Regions from separate parts of the Bos taurus genome. Here region 1 is linked to region 2. The links are chromatin contacts, called in public Hi-C maps. All regions are on one chromosome and are shown on one strand. The core of a region is the stretch at or near the end of the contact, and the rest is flanking DNA. Distances in the headings are between cores, read along the strand shown. Region 1 holds the start of COTL1 (coactosin like F-actin binding protein 1). Region 2 overlaps COTL1 (coactosin like F-actin binding protein 1).

Region 1 (6,202 bases), core at 768-3,267, 40 kb before region 2:
TTTTCTCCCTTCTCTCTGGCTGTGCGACAGGGCTTGCAAGATCTTAGTTCCCCAAACCCAACCCTCCTCACCTCCCCAGGAGTGGAAGCATGGAGTCCTAAGCGCTGGACTGCCAGGGAATTCCCTCTTTTTCCTAGGTTGGTTTCTCTATATGTCAGCGAGGTACCTTCTTCCTGATTTGAGTTGCAAATACTTTCTACTGCTCTGCTGCCTTGTTTTGTTTTCTTTTTTTTCCCCTCGAAGAAGACTTTTTACATATCTGAATGTAACTATCTTTCGTTATGGCTTTTGGATTTTGAGTCACGGTTAGTTTGGTTTCCCATTCCAATCTTATAAAGGAAGCTTCCCATGTGTTCTTATGACACTTTTGTGGTTTCCTTTATTTACAGGCAAATCTTTGATCCTTTTGGAATTTACCTTGATCTGCGGTGTGAGGTATGGCTCCATCTTTGGCTTGCTTTCTAATAACTAATTATCCCATTATCTTCATCAGGGAGTAAGGTAGGAGCTGCTTTGAGCTGCATCCAACTGGAATTTCTTTGTTTTTGCCTTTTAATTTATAGCAATACCAGCTCCTACTTTCCCCACTCACCTTCCCCCATGTGCCTGTTCAATGCTCGATTGATTTTTGTTTGTTTACCATTAAGAATTAATTTTATTATTAATTGAACATTGTCCCTGACCTTTGGGGTTTCTATTTACGATTTATTTTAGTTGATAACCAACAACAATGATCTTTTGTTGAATGTCTAACATATTTGTTGACAAGTTTCATTAAACATGAACCATAAAGCAAACCTATGATGTCAGTTGTAGTTGTTGTTTAGTCGCTAAGTTATGTTCGAATCTAAAGTGGTCGGTACTATTACTATTCCATTGGAGGAAGGTAATCAGAGAGTTTCTGAGGCTTGTCCAAAGGCCTACAGTTAAAAAGAGGCAACACTGGATGCGATTCAAGAGCCGGGTCTTGGGGGGTCCAGCCTTTTTACTTGCCTGAACCCTGTAACTGGTCTTTGTGGAATGATTGCAGGAGGGAATGAATGACTGAGTCAGTGAGGGAAGGAAGAAGACAGAATGAGTCAGCTCCTGCCCTCAGTGGAACCCAAAGGGGGAGATAAGATGTGAATGCAAATAACCAGAGCGTAAAGTAAACAGTGACCCCACCAGTGTTTTGGAAGCAGTCCACTTTCTATCCCCTCCTATCTAACAATCTTACTTCTTTCCAATTTCTCCCTACCTAGAAACCACGGAGCCCAACACTGGGCCAGGGCAGTTTGATGCAGTAAGTCACCCATGTGGAGCTTCCCTGTGGAGCTCTGCAGCCCAGGAGCCCTGGTGGGGAGGAGGGAGGTAGAGGAAGGGATAGGGAGGAGGGGGGGGTGCAAAGTGAGAGAGAGAGGAGGCGAGAGGACAAGAGCTTGAAGACAAGGAATAGGGAGGAGGTAAACGGAGTTGTTGTTTGGGGGAATAAGGAGGACTAGGGGAGGCTGGGGTAGGAGATGAGGGAAGGGAGGGGAGGTGGGAATAGGGAGGAAGGAGGGAGAAGGGGTTAGGGAAGTGGGAAGAGCAAGGGGAGGAGGTGAGGCGAGGAGCGGGCAGTGAATGAGGAGGGAGACTCAAGAAGGGAGGAGGGAGAGGGAGTAGAGAGAGGGAAAGGAGAAACAGGGCTTGGGGAGGAGGAAATGGGGGAGGAGTTAGGGGAGTGGAAGAACAAGAAAGGGTTGGGGGAGGGAGAAAAGAAGAGGAGGAGGGAGGAGAAGAGCGGGGAGGGAGAAGAAGAGGGGAGGAGGGAGAAAAAGCCCCTCTCTCCAGCCCCCTTCTCAGGGTTGCGCAACCCACTCGGGCTGGGATTGGTCGCTGGCGGGTAAAGACGCCACGCCCCGACACGCTCTGTGACCAATAGCGATAGGGGGTGGGGCGTAATGCGTCCTCGGAGGCCAATGGGCGAAGGGGGGCGGGGCTGCGTGGCCTGGGTCTAGCTCGCTTTCCTAGCGCACTCGGAGCCACCGCCGCTCTCGGAGCTCGGAGCTCTCCTTCTCTCGCTGCTGTCGCCAGCTGCCCGCCCGCCCGCTTGCCCGCCCGCCTTCCGCGCGTCCCCGCCCCGCTCCGCTCCGCTCCCTGCAGCCCGCCCCAAGCGCGCTCTTCTGTCGCTGCGAGCACAGTATCCCCACTGCGGCCCCGCGGCGATGGCCACCAAGATCGACAAAGAGGCTTGCCGAACGGCGTACAACCTGGTGCGCGACGACAGCTCGGCCGTCATCTGGTGAGGAACTTTGCATTGCTCTTCGAGCCCCGCTGCCTGAGCTCACAAGGGGCCTGGTGCGCTGAGCCGTCTTCCAGACGGGACGGATTAAGGGTCATCCCCGTGCGGTCTCCCCACAGTCTTAACCCGGGACAGCGTGGAAAGCCAGCGCTGGCTTTTCGCTAGCCAGAGCATCTTTTAGATTGTTCTGTGGAAGCTCGGCACCGTTCAGGCACCAACGTTGATGTGTATGTGTATGTGTGTGTTTTTCTCTTCTCCCAATCCAAAGGGTGACTTTTAAATATGACGGCTCCACCATCGTCCCCGGCGAGCAGGGAGCGGAATATCAGGACTTCATCCAACAGTGCACAGGTAGGGAGACGCGCCTTCTGGGGGGACTCCCGGTCTTTTGGAACAAGGTCAATGCTAGGGAGGAGTCTGAGGCCACTCTGGGCGCCCCCAGCGCTGGAGGAACCAGATTGGAGCGTTCGAAAGCCTCCACAAGCCTTCTCTCCTCTGGGCATCCAGAACAACCAGAGGTGACCGGCAGCCTCCTCCCTCTCACAGTAACCTTTTCAGGCGGGACAGCTCCTTTGCCCCCATGGTCACTAGCTTTCCACCGTTAACTCATGGAGTTCCAAACTCCAGGGTCCAGCCCTCCCGGGTTTCCCCTTTCATTAGTCAGAGAGCCAAAATAAAAACAATCCTGGTGCTTATTGAAGGAGAAAGAAATGGTTAGCGACAGCCCTCTCCTTTCTGCTGCAATCATTGTCCATGTGCTGGTGATGTGTTTTTGTTCATAGAATATAGAGCAGAATATGAAAGCGTACATACCATATGATCCCATTTATGTGAAATTTTAGAAAAGGCAAAGCTAATCTGTAGCGTGAAAAGTCAGAAAAGTGGTCGGGCTAGCCACTGACTGGGGGGAGGCATATGGAAGGTGGGGTGGGGTCTCAAGGGGTTGGGAATATTCTGTATTTTGATTTGGGAGGCAGTTACACAGGTGTGTACATATAAGAAATCTTTCAAGCAAAATCTTTAGGATTTGTAAACTTTGTGCCTTTCCCTGGGTTGTCTTGAACCAGTAAGTGGAAAAAACACATGCATGTACAACCACAACCTCCAATCCTTGCCCCCCAACACACACCACTGAAGCAAAAGGCCCAGCATCACTGGTAATAAGGCCCTTTAAAGCTAAGCTTGGAGGATGGGCTCTTTTTCTGGGCTCTGGGCTCTAGCTTGGAAATAGATATTTTCAGACAAAGGCAGTACGGCCTGAAAGTTAGGGTGGGGACCTAGAGTCAGCAAGGTAGGTTTGAATCCCCTTGTGGCCACTTTCTAGCTGTGTGGTTTGGGGCAAGTTACTTAATCTCTTGGGGCCTTGGTTTCCTCCCCTGTAATCTTAGAGGGCTGTCGAAAAGATAGGTGAGTCAGTGCCTGTACAGATGACATGGTCATTTGTGAAATAAATAAAAAATACAACACTATGCTCAAGATCATGCAACAGCCCCTTTCCTTTATTCAAAGGACTATTTTGAATTTATTCTAATTCAAAGAATATCTATAAAGTGTCTGCTGTGGGCTGGGTGGTACTGAGATTTACCATCCCCCCCACACAAAAAAAATCTCCCAACTAAAACATCTCCCAGAGCTACCTCTAGACCTTCACTCACTGCTTTTGGACAGGATTGTTTAAAATGTTGTTGTTTAGTTAAGTCGTGTCCAACTCTTTTGTGACCCCATGGACTGTAGCCTGCCTGTAGGCTCCTCTGTCTGTGCAATTTCCTAGGCAAGAATACTAGAGTGGGTTGTCATTTCCTTCTCCAGGGGATCTTCCCGACCCAGGGATGGAACCCAAGTCTCCTGCATTGGCAGGCGGATTCTGTACCACTGAGCCATCTGAGGAACCCTTTGTTTAAAAGCAGATGTGTAAAATACTATCATAACTCACATCTATTGAGGTGCATGGGGCCAGGATTGAAAGCCAGGCCCCTGACTCAGGAACCCTGTCTCTCAGCCACCTCTGTCCTTTCACCACCATGATGCCTGCTTTCACAAGTGGAGTAAGTGCAGCCTCCTGGGGTTTGGTGTATAACTGGGAGGCTCAGCAGTATTTTTTGCCTTGCCGGCTCTGAGCTTTTCTCACAAGCCAGCTTCCTTCCTCTCTGGACAGTAAAGTAGCAGTTTCCTCCTGCTAGCCATCCATCATCCCCACCCCCTGCCATCAGACTGGGGTCTTCTCCTCCCACCCACCCCCCAGCTTCTGAAGCTATTGTTCTGTCCATTGAGTAGGAGAAGGTGACCCCGGGAATAAAGAGCATCCTGTGAGTGGATTCTGAATTGGGGAGGCTGTGGTCAGAGAACACTTCCTCCCTCCCTGGGGCTTCCTTCCCCCAATAATAGGGATGGCAGTGGGGAGGGCCTGGTGGGAGAGCTAAAAATGCTTTCCCTGCTGCTTGTTGAGCTTATGAATGGGCCGTAGGATCTGAAGGCTCCGTCTGCTCTGGCTGGAAGTCCGCCTTCCTTCCCCAGCCGTCTGTTGGACAAATGCATAGGCAAGCTGTGGTTGCCGTGCCTGCTCTTGTTTGTCTTAGGAAAGCCTGTTCTATCATGCCACCGCGTCCTCCTAACTCAGTGACCAAGGGTTCGGAACGCTGACTAGTAGCTTTCTACACGCAAGTCACTGCACTGGGCACACCTTGTCTCCGTTTCTGAGCTTGCTTCCCTTCCGTACGTAGGTGGGGAAACGGAGTCCCAGAGAGGTTAAGTGACTTGCCTGCAAGTCACAGCAAGGTCGTGGCAGGCCCGGGGCCTTGAACCCGGGCAGAGTGGCTTTGAGGCCTGTGCTCTTGACCTCTTCTCACTAAGAAAGTGGTTTAGAAGCTCATTCCTGAGTCGTGGAGCATCTTTGCTGTACAGCAGGTTCTGGTCGGGGCTGGTGGGATTGTTGGCAGTTACAGAAGACACGTTCGCCCACTCCTGTGATGCAGGGAGGCCTCTCCGTGGCCCTCATCTCTGGCCAGGTGTCCTGACAAGCCGGAGGGTCTAGTGCTCCTGGTCTGGCATAGCCTTCCTATTTCCAAAGCTCTCACAAGGTCACAGGGGACCTGGGAGCCTAAAAACAGTGCCTGGTCGCTCCTCCGTCTGCCCTGGGGGAACGAGGGGCTTGGAGGGCCCCCCACCCCCACTGTGGGCTTTCTCTCCTCCTTGATATCCTCGCCCTGCCCCCCATCCTTGCTCTGAAATGCCCTCTTTCGCCCCTCCTTTGCCCTCTGGCTACTATCTTTCTTCCGTCCTCTGCACCCCGCCCCCCCCCACCGCCCCCCCCACCGGTTCTTCTTCGGAATGGAATCTCCCATTAAGCCTCTCCCTGTCACCCCTCCTCCGCCCCCCAGGCTGGCCTGTCCTTGTCCCCAGGCACTGGTTCCTGAAGGTCATGAACTGGAAGGTCGCTGGGCCGCCCTTGTCCTCCTGTTTCTTGCTGACAGGATCTGGAGCCCTCTGGGCCCCACACTGGCTCTTCTGGTGCCGGCCTCACCTGGCCCCTTCCTTCTGTACTGACCGCTCCATCACCGCTTCTGCTCTTACTTCTCACCCCAAACTTCAGTCCGTGTGGGATGGTTAGAGATCTGTCAGGTGCAGTGAAAGGAGCCCAGTGCAGTAAACTTCCTACTCCCTCACCCCCGAAGAAAAGAAATCAGTCTTAGCTTCTGTGGTTGGAAAGTCCAGGTAAAGTACTAGCTGCAGATATGGCTGTCCGAACTCACCCCCCTCCCCCAGCCCTGTTTTCCTCCTTGATCGCCTGTCTTGGGGGCAGGAGGGCAAGTTCTCCCTGAGCAGTGACGAGATAACCTCTAACCACCCAGCTTCCAGGCTTTGGGGAGGAGAGAGAGACCGACTGCCACGGATTTCCGATTTCCGCAGAAGTCTCCAGACTGAGAGACTCTGACTGGGTTC
Region 2 (6,757 bases), core at 3,431-5,930:
TGGACAGTTACCTTGAGTCCACTCGGCATGCCACCACAGGCTGCTCTCTCGTCCTTTGTCCCCTCCTGAGTGAAATAGGGTTGTGTCATTCCTGACCTGTGACAATGATGCAGGTGCCTGCGTTCCCAAACAACCTGCTTGTTTTTCCCTTGTCTGTGATGACTCATGCCGGTTACAGGAACCTTTTCTTTTTTAGTAAATATACCCCACTAGAAGGACTTTTAAAACCTTGGTCTCTGAGACTCTGCAGAATAGTTGTAGGAGGGAAGGTGTAGGGGGCCCAGGAGGGGTTGGCAGTTTTGAAGCTGTGTGTTTTCTTCTGGCCCATGTTCCTTGGAGGGTGCCTTTTCTCTTAGCAAGGTGCAGGCTGCTGGGGACCACTTGCTTTTCTTCAGCACGCCAAGGTCTTTGGTTTATAATTAATCTTCGCCCACTTGGGGAAAAGATACATTATTGTGGCCAGCATGTGTCCCATCCACCCTCTGCCCCATCTCACTGCCTACACACACTGCCCCACCTCACACAGGTGGCAGGGGAGGTACCATCCCCCCATTTTTGCAAGAGTTTGGGATGGGCCTGAAGCCAGCACACAACCTTCTTTTTGAAAGTCATACTCAAATCCCAAAGTTGACATTTCTGTGCTGGTTTCTCTCACTGCTCCTTGGATTCTGGTGTCCAAGGTGGAACTTTGTCCCGTGGGCTCTGGAGGCTCAGGTGCAAACCCAAGGATGGCTGGTGGGGAAAGAGATGGCAGACCCACCATCCACACCACTTCTTTCATGGAGATGGAGACCAGGGCCTAGAGCCATTGACTGCTTCCTGCAGGGCCTTTTAGAGCCCTCCTGGTTCTTTTTTCTCTGCTCTGAGACTGTCAGAGGGACCTGTTAGTATCAGATTTTAACTTCCCAGGGCCTCAGAGAGTGTCTGGCATATATAGATGTTTAGTAGGCAGGTGTTAATTGGAAGAATGATTTGCATTAACTCTCGTTATCTTAGGATATGATGAAGGTCACCTCTTTTCCCTGGCGCCACCTTGTAGAAATGGGCATTACTGGCATCACAGGCTTAACTCACTTTTTCTCTCCAGACTTTCCCGGCACCTGTGTTCTCCGTGTAGGGTAGCAACTCATCATGGTCCTTATGTTCTGGGTAGAAGACCAGACACACTTCTGCCCCCACGGACCTCCTCTCTGTCTTCCCATGGCTAATTCTGTCCCCAGCTTTTGAGTGAGCAGCTGGACTTGCTGTCTTCCTTCTGCAAGGGCGAGGAGAGCCTGTGTCACTCTCCTGCTTATTCTGAGAAATTCCCCAGACTTCCCTTCATTAAAAAGTAAACAGTGAGGATGGAGAAGTCAGTGTGGGTGAGGGAAAGGGAACTTAGCCACACCCTATACACTTGCTGTGGAGAAGGCAATGGCACCCCACTCCAGTACTCTTGCCTGGGAAATCCCATGGACGGAGGAGCCCTGTAGGCTGCAGTCCATGGGGTCGCAAAGAGTCAGACACGACTGAGCAACTTCACTTTCACTTTTCACTTTCATGCATTGGAGAAGGAAATGGCAACCCACTCATATTCTTGCCTGGAGAATCCCAGGGACAGGGGAGCCTGGTGGGCTGCCGTCTATGGGGTCACATGACTGAAGCGACTTAGCAGCAGCAGCAGCAGCATACATTTGCTCTGAGCATTTCAGAAAACTTCTTTAGAGCTCACAGACTGCCCTAACAATCTTGAGAATGAAGAAAATCCATGATCTTGTGAAATATTACCTAACCATTCTTGAGCACTTGCTCTGTACTAGGCACACTCATCAGATCCTTACAGGATGTAGGTCCTCTTACCGTCCCCACCTGAGAGAGGAAACTGAGGGTCAGGAGGGTAAGTTTCTGGGGAGGGTCAGGCTGCTGGAAATGCACATGGGCAGCCGTCTCAGTATGTGGCCCAGGCCACTCCCAGTACATTTTAGGACCGAAGCGGGGGCTTAAACCCAGGGAGTTGGGAGCTATTTAAAACCAAGATGATTTTGGGACTTCTCCGGCAGTCCAGTGGCCAAAGCTCCACTCTCCTGATGCAGGGGAGCTGGGTTCAATCCCTGGTCGGGGAACTAGATTCCACGTACAACTAAGAGCTTGCATGACGCAGCTAAAGAACCCACATACTGCAAAGAAGATCCGAAGATCCCGACTGCTGCAACTAAGACCAGCATAGCCAAATAAATAGTATTTCAAAAGTAATAAAAGTGAGATGATTTAAAACCAAGGATGGGAAACTATAATACGCACTTTTTAGACCAGCCTTGCAAATAGATTCTTGACTGTATATAGAGCACCACTTCCTAATCCTTGTCCTTCTCTAGAGTTGCCCGCCTTGGAAGCAGACCGATGTCCATCCTCTGTCTTTGAAGCATGAGCTTAAATGCTCTTGAGAAACATCCCGGGGACAGAATGTGTCCTGAATTTGCTCAGTGTGTGTCTGCAAGCCATCTAGGAGTCCTGGTTAGCTGGATGAGGTGTCTTCCTTTGAGAAGTCCTGCCCTGGCAGAAAAGGGAGAGACCCTGTCTGCAGGCTGTCAGCCAGGGACACCGAGTTCCCAGACATGACAAAGATCTTTCTAGAACTCTAGGTCACAGTGCCCCCAGGCCAGCCCGTGTTGCTTTGAAGTCCTTGGCATGTGGCTCTGGCAGCCTGAAGGATGTGATGGCTGCTGGCGTGGGAGGGACGCGCAGCCCACCGGGTAGTATGTCGAGGCGAGAGGGCCTATCCCCGGGGCCCCAGTGTGATGCTGCTGTGTTCCCTGGGACGAATCACTCCCCCTCTCTGGGTCTCTTCCTTATTCTCTATCAAATGAGGGGGTGAATGTCAGAGTGTCAAAGGCTCTTTCAGCTCAATACTCCCTCACCCTGACTTTCTTTGGTTAACCAAGGTACACATAGAGGAGAACACATATATCTAAGGTGTACAGTTTGATGAATTTATGAATTCTAAAATTTGGAATTTTTGTACACACCTATGAAACTACCGTCCAGATCAAGACATGGATCCAGCAGCCACCCACTCCTGCCCTGGAAGGCTCTCCTCCCCCCGACCCAGATCAGCTCTGATATTTTATGATTAATGTGTCTGCTTGACTGAGCACATTATTCTTTTTTGTTTTTTTAACTTTTTATTTTATATTGAAGGGTAGCCGATTAACAATGTTGATAGTTTCAGGTGCATGGCAAAGGAACTCAGCCGTACGTATTTCATTATTTATTCTTTCAGCTGCTCTGGTCTCAGCTGCAGCTCACGAGATCTTAAGTCACAACATTCGAACTCGTAGCTGTGGCATGTGGGATCTAGTTTCCTGACCAGGGAACGAACCCAGGTCCCCTGAACTGGGAGCGTGTAGTCTTAGCCACTGGACCACCGGGGAAGTCCCTGAGCACGTCATTCCTTCAGGCTCTTTCCTGTTCTCTCTGGACCTGGACTGCCACTGGCCATGTGTGGCCGCAGAGCGTGGAAAGCCTGGCTTGTCACACTGCTGTGTGCTGAGTGCACTGGCTTTTTGAGATTAAGTATGGAGAACAAAATCACTTGTTTCGGTGTGGCTTCTAGCAAATTTACGATTCCCTATGTGTTAGCGTTGCTCTGGGCCGTGCTGTTTTCCTTTCCGCAAGGACTTGCGCCCTGCCGCTTGCAGCCTCCGTGTGGCCTGCCTCTTCTCCGGGAGGTGTTGGTGGTACCTGGAGGGTGCCAGGGACTGCGGTTGAGAGTCCAGGGTGTGCGCATGGCAGGGCCGGGGCGGGGGGGCCTGCTTTCTGTAGACGTGTTCTTTGTGGTTTTCAGTGTGGGCGAGTCCTTGCAGGCCCCTCAGGTCGTGGGCTTTGCTCCTACATTGAGGTCTGGCTGTCCACAGAATCATTTTTGCTGTTTCTGCCTGTTTTTGAAAGCTGACATTTAAGGCCACTCCCCAGAGGTGGTGGCGCCTCCCTTGCCATGTTGAATGCCCGCTCTGTGAGGACCCTGGAAGGAACGGAGGTGGAGAAATGTACAGTCATTTGGGGTTGAGTTTAGGTTGACTCAGACCTTTGGGGGACTTTTTGTGGAGTCCACACCCTGAGGGGATCTCACCTTTTTGAAGCCTCTGCCTTCCACAAACTCCACCCCAACATCCTGTGGTGGGAGAGCCCCTCCAGGCCCGCCAGGACCACCTCTATGTGGCCGGCCACTTCCTGTCTGCCCTCTGGAGGGAGGGGGTTGATTCCAATAGTAGGGACAGATGAGGCTGCTTGTCTCTGTACTTTGGTTCGAAAGAATTGGTTTTGGCAAACGTGTCAAAAAATTTTGGTTTTAAGCATGTCTCAAATTCCCAAATGTATAGGGTTTGAGTTTTATTTTTGCAGTTTGAGACGTAGATTTTTTTTAACGTAATTTTGTTCATTTACATTTATTGTTATACTGTATTTCACTGGGTCCTGCTACCCTGGCTTGCTCCTTTAGCTATGATTCGATTTCCCATATACTTGTGGTTTTAAGGGGGACGGTGCTGTGTCCACTTGCACTGTGGATTTCTTAGACCTTATCAAACCTCTTCTTAATCTAGGTTGTCTAATGGCTAACAGACACAAGCGCGAGTGTTCTTGTTTCTCTAGATAGCCATATATAGCTATCACGGGGCAGAGGAACTTTGGACTTCCTTCTGTAGGCATCTTGAGCTGTGGGGCTTCCTCCTCCGGGTTTGCTCTTCGCCCCTCCCCCTGCTGCTGGGGCTCAGGTTGAGAAACACCTTATTTTTTTCTGGGTTCCCCTTTCTGGCTCTGCCGTTCTGCTGTGTTCACTCTGTGCTGATGACTTACACAGACCCTTAGCAGCACAGCATGGCAGACTGGGAATAGAAAAGGATATTTAGTCATCTGGGCTGATTACACAATGTCTCCAAGTCCAGCCCGTGGAACTTATCTTTAAAAACAAAAAAAAAAGCTAATATACTGAAGGAGGATAACCGAGAAAATGTGTGAGGCTGCACCTGGCACCTATTAGTTGCTTGATAAACATTAACCTCCCCTTTCCTCCTTCCTGTTAGTATTCTTGGTGGCTTGGCATGTTTTGTCTTAATATTGTGCAACTTGACCTTGAGGTTGTTTCTGGTTTATTCTTTTTTGTTTCTTTCTCCCTCTTTTAAAAATCGAGGTGAAACTCACATACCATAAAATTAACCACCATTAAAGACTATACAATTCAGTGGCATTTAGTACCTCCACAGTGTTGTACAGACTACCTGTATCCAGTTCCAAAATACTTTCATCACTCCTAAAGGAGATGGTGACACTTTTAAGAAGGCCAGCTTCAGGACTTCCATCGTGGTGCAGGGGAAAGGAATCCGTCTGCGAATGCGGGGGGCGTGGGTTTGATCCCTGGTCCAGGAAGATTCCACTTGCTGTGGAGCAACTAAGTCCCTGCGCCCCAGCTACTGAGCCTGTGCGCCTAGAGCCTGTGCTCTGCAACGAGAGGAGCCACCGCAGTGAGAAGCCCGTGCCCAGCAACGAGGACCCAGTGCAGCCAAAAGTAAAATAAAAAGAAGAAGGCCAGCTTTAGAGTCAGCTGTACCTGCTAGCCATGTGACTTTGGGCAACTGTTGTTATCTCCAGCCTTTGTTTTGTCATCTTCACAATGGAAATAATATTGATTATTAATATATTACAGGATTTGTTTTTAAAGCAGCTTTATTATGATATAATTTACACGCCACAAAATTAACTCACCCTAAGTCTCCAGTTCAGTTATTTTTAGTAAATTTACAGGGTTGTGCAACTATTATTGCCATTCAATTTCCGAGCATTTCCATCTTTTTCTGCTCCAGTCTCTAGCTCCTTTTGTCTCTCTGGGTTTGCCTTTTCTAGACCTTTCATATAAACGGAATCACACAATATGTGGTCTTTCACGTCCGGCTTCTCTCACTGAGCGTAATGGTTCGTTCTTTTTTTTTTTGAGCATAATGGTTTTAAGGTTCATCCCTGTTGTAGCCTGAATCAGCACCTCACTCCTTTTTATGACTGAGTAATATTCCATTGGAGAAGGCAATGGCAACCCACTCCAGTACTCTTGCCTGGAAAATCCCATGGGCAGAGGAGCCTGGTGGGCTACAGTCTGTGGGGTCGTTAAGAGTCGGACATGACAGCGACTTCACTTTCAGTTTTCACTTTCATGCATTGGAGAAGGAAATGGCAACCCACTCCAGTACTCTTGCCTGGAGAATCCCAGGGACGGGGGAGCCTGGTGGGCTGCCGTCTCTGGGGTCGCACAGAGTCGGACACGACTGAAGCGACTTAGCGGCGGCAGCAGCAGCATTCCATCATATGGATAGACCCTATTTTGTTTACCCTTTCATGTGTTGATGGGCATTTGAGTAGTTTCCACTTTTTGACTGTTATGAATAACGTTGCCATGAATGTTTGTGATTACAAGTGTTTGTGTGGACATACGCTTTCATTTCTGTAGGGTAGCTACCTGGGAGTAGAATCGCCGAGTCATGCTAAAAGGTTTTAAGAATTAAGTTTGTTAATGTGTGGCACTGCCTGGTCACTTAGGCCCTTTGTATACAGTGGTCACCGTTTACATTATTTCCTCACGGACTCTTTTTTTTAACGTGGATGATGTTCTGGCCTTCAGACGTGTTATTCGTATATTGGTAACTTCTCCGTATTCTTACCTGTCACCATCCTGACATTTTCCTTATGGCAGTTTTATAATGCATGTATTCAAATACCTGTTGACTCTTCA

The links. Hi-C and Micro-C count contacts between places; a contact is called where the count stands out from the background.
Region 1: a contact with region 2 is called in a Hi-C map of an unstated tissue, with 2.3 times the contacts expected there. The contact joins the promoter of COTL1 here to the enhancer-like site in region 2. A contact is called at or near these places in 2 of 11 Hi-C or Micro-C datasets (skin fibroblasts and an unstated tissue).

The regions. Positions count from the first base shown.
Region 1 is chr18:10,815,939-10,822,140 of ARS-UCD2.0, reverse strand. It overlaps COTL1 (coactosin like F-actin binding protein 1), which reads left to right and starts at 2,017. Exons shown (of 4, transcript NM_001046593.1): 1 at 2,017-2,263; 2 at 2,532-2,614. The coding sequence starts at 2,187.
Region 2 is chr18:10,777,899-10,784,655 of ARS-UCD2.0, reverse strand. All of the region lies in intron 3 of COTL1 (coactosin like F-actin binding protein 1), which reads left to right. Among named protein-coding and RNA genes, the nearest start is that of COTL1, 39 kb to the left of the region's middle. Within about 2 kb of position 4,680, at least 21 of the 102 cell types and tissues checked have an H3K27ac peak or open chromatin away from gene starts, as enhancers often do.